2 separate regions of the Mus musculus genome follow, and region 1 is linked to region 2. Evidence: chromatin contacts called from public promoter capture Hi-C data. All regions are on one chromosome and are shown on one strand. The core of a region is the stretch at or near the end of the contact, and the rest is flanking DNA. Distances in the headings are between cores, read along the strand shown. Region 1 holds the start of Zfp719 (zinc finger protein 719). Region 2 holds the start of Mzf1 (myeloid zinc finger 1).

What was found. Promoter capture Hi-C pulls out the DNA fragments that hold promoters and counts their contacts.
Region 1: a contact with region 2 is called in a promoter capture Hi-C map of second pharyngeal arch cranial neural crest. The contact joins the promoter of Zfp719 here to the promoter of Mzf1 in region 2. A contact is called at or near these places in 3 of 39 promoter capture datasets (cranial neural crest, maxillary cranial neural crest and second pharyngeal arch cranial neural crest).

What each region holds. Positions count from the first base shown.
Region 1 is chr7:43,578,301-43,581,000 of GRCm38.p6, reverse strand. Zfp719 (zinc finger protein 719) reads right to left here and starts at 1,415. Exons shown (of 4, transcript NM_172482.1): 1 at 1,235-1,415.
Region 2 is chr7:13,053,508-13,056,207 of GRCm38.p6, reverse strand. It overlaps Mzf1 (myeloid zinc finger 1), which reads left to right and starts at 1,444. Exons shown (of 6, transcript NM_145819.2): 1 at 1,444-1,727.

The DNA of each region.
Region 1 (2,700 bases), core at 166-2,665, about 31 Mb before region 2:
TTCTTTAGGAGGTGGGGAATAATTGGAGAAGGCAGCTCGCCCAACATTAACGGAAAAAAAAATTTTTTTTTAAAGATTTATTCTTACTATTCAAACATTTAAAAATGAAACGTGTGTGGGTGTTTTGTCTGTCTTTGTCTGTGCACCATTAGCTGGGAGGCCAGAAGGGAACACGGATCCCCTGGAATCGTCCCACCAGGCAGTTCCAAGGCACCATGTGGTGTGGGTGCTGGGAACCCAACACTGCTGACCCACATCTCCACTCTCCTGCCTTTCCTCCTCACTGGTCTCTTCAGTAGGCAGACTGGATGAGGCTGGCCCTTGCCTGTTTGGATGCAGGAACCCAGGCTTCTGCCTTACAATCTTTTTACAGCAGCACCTTTCTGCGTAACTGCCAATTACCAATCCTTGCCAAATTCACAGATCCCAGGCACAAGTCAAACCTCCGATCAGACCTCACATCAGCAAAGGACTGCAGTATTTATGTAAACTTTCAATTGTAACTGAAATGACTAGTTTTTTCTTAAATCTTTCTTCTGTCTTCAGTTGCATACGGGGGAAAGGAAATATCCAGAACACCTAAGGGCAGCCCCAAGGCTATGTCCCCGCTTAGATAACTGTGACCACATTAAATATACCTAAACACATCTCCTGGCTTCTAGGCAGTGCCTTCTATTGCTAATACTGCTTAGGCTGACAGAGATGGAGGGCACTGGGTCTCCAGTTTGGACCAAACGTAAATAAATTCATTTCCCCGTTTTCTCTTACTCTTTGGAGTTTATCTCCTCTCGAAGGCCAGTGTTTGACCAGGAGCCAGGGCTCCAGTTACCAGCTACTCAAACAGCCCAGAAAGCGACGCGGTCGCCCTCACAAAGCACCCTACACTGGCCTCAAGCTCCATCGCCTGACTCCTAAGCCAATCACAGACTGAGCGGATCACAAGCCATCTCAAGGTCCTCGCCCTGAAGCTCCCGGATGCTGCAGCGCCCACTCACTGAGTCCTGCCCCGAATGCCCTCACATGGTAATTTTCACGGACGACGGTGGGAAATCCCACAGGACAGCATACTGGGAAGTGACAAAATACAGACGCGGAAAACCCGCAGGAACAGAATGAAAGAGAACCGAACGACCCCCACTTTATCCACCTCATCCCCCCCTGGGGCCGATTCAACCATCACTCAGCACAAACCGGCGCTCAGCAGCACAGCGTCCTCTGCTCCACATCCACTCACCTCACATTACACCTTAGAGAAGCTCTGCACACGGCACGCCAGGACTGCGAGACTTCCGCCCACAGACACCCACAATTCCATGGGTTCGGATTCCAAACACCCACGCTACCCTGGCAACGACAGGAGAGGCGAACTACTTTAAGATCTGAGCGGATGTGATCACTCTAGGCCACTTCCGATTTGAATAAGGGTTCCCTCAGTTCACTACCACGTAGCCCTGGGTGGCGCGCATGCGCACCACCACTGGCGGAAGTCTGTCTTGCCAGTACTTATTATGGCTCATCTGGTGGTTTCTGATTTTTTTTTTTTTTTTTTTAACTTCTTCCTAGAAAGTGCCATGGCTGAACCCACACTCCCGTGACACAGAGGCAAGCATCAAAGCGCAACGGTTCCATACAGCCGACAAGAATGTGATAGGTGAAAGTCCAAGGCTGTCTCACATGCTTAGGGGATTTATTAACGTCTTGTATGTGTATATAATTCTAAGACACTGTAACATTACATCTTCCTAAATGTACCTTTTTTTCCCCTGTATTTTATTAGATTTACTTTATGTATTTTTGCCTGCATGTTGAGTTTATAGCATCCAGGACAGCTGCAAGAGCAACAAGTGCTTTTAATCTGTTTCTCTTTTTCTTCAACTTTCTCTTGATTTTCACCAGAATTGAAAGAAGTTCTTATTTTTGAGATGACCTCACTATATTGGTCTGACTGGCTTGGAACCGGACATGAAGGTCATTCTGGCCTTGGACTCTCAGACATCTCATGGCCTCTGTTTCCCGAGTGCTGGGATTAAAGATGTGTATCACCACACTGGCCTTTTCTAATTTTTCAAAAATTGAAAACTATGTGGGGTTATTAGGAAACAGGAGGTAAGTCATATGGAACACCAACGGTGAGAAACTGAGATAAGCCATCATTTACGTCATACTGAGGCATCTCACGGTTCCCAGAGGATAGAAACCTGTTCTTACTTAGAAGTAAAATGTCTTCTAAATCGCATAATAGAAATAATGTAGAACTAGGTGGGCAGTGGAAATAATGATAAACAGGGACACTAGTCAAATGGGAAAAACACCTAGCACTGTAGTGAATAAATTAGTAGACCTAATGTACATTATAAGAATAAAGTATAAAATTGTGTGAGTTATCTCCATATTAAACACATTCTAGCCCTGGACAGTCTAGAACAGTGGTTCTCAACCTGTGGGTTATGACCCCTTTGACAAACCTCTATCTCCAAAAATATTTACATCATGATTCATAACAGTAGCAAAATTACAGTTATGAAGTAGCAATGAAAAATATTAGAAAGGTTGAGAACCACTGGTCTGGAACTATGTAGACCAGGCTGGCCTTGAAGTTACTCTGATCTTGTCTATACCAGGGAAGTTCTAGGATTACAACAATGTGCAATCATGCCCAGTTCACACATAGTCTAGAGCTTCCCACTGAGAACAGACTAC
Region 2 (2,700 bases), core at 195-2,694:
GAGAGAGAGAGAGAGAAAGGGAACCCAGAGGACAGATAGACATTCAGAAAGTAGAAGTGGGGGAGGACATTCAATGTGAAGGTTTCTTGGGACAGAGAGAGAGATTTGCGGTGGAACTTCAGCTGAGAAAGAAGGTCACCTGGGTGCTTTTTCTACCTCTCTGAGCTAGGTTTTCACCCCAGCATCTGGCTTCCACTACCTCAAGGAAAACAGAAAGGTAGCAAAAGGTAGTTTCAGGAAGATGCAACAAATGAATCTAAATGAATCTGAAATAAAACAAAAGGTTAGGTGTAGGGATAAAGAGATATTTAGCTACCTTCCAGGTGATGGCTGGGCAGAACTCATTTGCAACCTGTCAGCTTCTTTTTTTGTTTGTTTGTTTGTTTTGTTTTGTTTTGTTTTCCAAGACAGGATTTCTCTGTATAGCCCTGGCTGTCCTGGAACTCACTCTGTAGACCAGGCTGGCCTCGAACTCAGAAATCCGCCTTCCTCTGCCTCTCAAGTGCTGGGATTAAAGGTGTGCGCCACCACGCCCGGCTACCTGTCAGCTTCTTGTAAGTCAATTTCTACCAGAATAGTGTTACGACTTCAATCACAGATTTAAAAAATGGGGGAGGAGAGGTAATGTTTAAGTAGTCAGGTGTCGCAATATTGTTTGGTAAATGATGCTAGGAAACTAGAGGACTGGTCCCCGTCCTCTTTCTGGTGTGTTGTCATTTTTTGTGTGAGTTTTCTCTGAAAATGTTTCCCCCACACGCACATCTAATTTTTTGTTGCCATCCCTCAGTCTTTGAAACCTATCAGTCCGTTTTACCGTATCTCTATTAACATCTTTACTATATCTCTAATTTCTCCCCACTTACCTTTGTACTCTGGGTTGGCCCCTAGAGTTTCGATGTCTCACTTTCCTAATCCCAATCCCTTTCTGCTTCTCTCTTCTTCCTAAATTTTCTGACATGACTCAGGTTCTAACTCTGATTCTAATGACTAACCCTCCCCCCTTTTCATTCATACCTATGTGTGTTCACTTATATTCAGTCTCTCCTAGCATCCAGTCTCCCCCTCACAATTTTCCCACCCCTCTCATCCTCTCCCCCGACTCTGTATGGGGCTATCTCTGCCTTCCTGTATAGACATCTCGTTGGGTATTTGTGTCCCTGTCCCTTCCCCTTGGCTTCGCCACAGATCCTGACCTTTCTTAAACCAAGTAGTGCGGTCGTTACCTAGGATACCACCAGGTTTGGTCCCTTAGTTACCATGGAGTCCCGCTCACTCCTACCCACCGCGCAGAAATACAAAAGAGATCCGGTGGTGCTGCGTTTGCGCACCCACACAGCACCCTCCAAACTACGACTCCCAGAAAGCATTTTGCTAAGCCTTTCTTTCAGTGGTTCCGCAGGTAGCCCAGCGGACGCTCTTTTTCGAACCCGTCGTTGCCATGGAGACGGGGAGACGGCGTCCTAGTGAGAGCGGTGATTGGTGCAGAACCCTGCAAATCCCTGGAAGGCCGGTAGAGAACTGACATTTAAAAAAAAAAAAAAAAAAAAAAAGTGGTGGGGGCATGCGCAGTCTGGAAGGTGGTGCTTGAATCCGTTGCCCCCCGAGAGGATTGTGCACGTCGTCGGGGCCCTGACGCCTGAATTCGTGGCCGGGAGTGTGGGAAGAGACGTCCAGGAGTGCGAGCTGATTATTGCAACCAGCGCAATCCCCTAGGGACGGGAAGAAGGGTAGAAACGGAGGCTGGGGTGGGGGAAGGGCAGAAGGGCTTGGAGCTGCGCGCAAAGCAGTCTGGGATATGTAGTTTGATATGGAGCAAGCGAACGAGAGTGCGCATGTTCACGAGGGCACAGCCTCCCTCGGAGCATTGAAGGAAGGCTGGGAGTCCCTTCACCTCAAGGCCTAGGGAGGAGTCTGGGTAGAGTGGACTCTGGGATTCCAGCTGTCTAGCTAGACCCGGAGCGCCGGTAGGGGGTCCAGGAACTCCCAGCAAACCGGCCCTGTGCTGACGCGCTACCGCGCTGATCGCCACAGGTGCCACGGCGACCGGACACATTGGCACCCTAAAGCGAGGATGCTCACTTAGACTTCTGGGAAATGTATTTCCGGAACCTCTTCTTGCTTTATGGCTGTTCCAAGTTTCTCTCAGGGTTTCGAGTTGACTTAGCACCCTAAAGAGCAGAGGTGTAACCCACAGAAATCAAGCTGCCTCTAAGCTGATGCCACTGCAATAGTAAATTTAGATTTTCACAAAGTCCCAGTTGCAGAAAGTATCATGGGAGAAGTCAGTCCTTTTTACAAGTGAGGAAACTATAGCTGACATAGGCACAGCAAAAGTAGTACCCTTGCAGACTGTTGGTCTAATGAGTTGAGAGCCTTTAAGGGTACCCAGAAGTCCCAGTCACCTCCCAACCAACTAAACTAGAGAGCTGAAGACTTGTATCGCTGTTGGATGTGATGAGTTGGCTTCTGGTATTGGAGATATATGGAAACCTGTTGGCCTGAGAGAAGCTGAGATGGGGGATTGGGTGGAGTAGGGCTGTCCCCTTGATACCACATTGGGAAAGGAATGTTGGGGCCTGAGAGAGAGGCCAAGTCCAAGACTGGGTAGAAAACATTAAGGGACTTGTTTGTTCCACCGCAAAAGGCTGTCCACAGGGACTCTTATTGGGAGTCCAGGAGGAGGCAGCAGTGGTACTGATG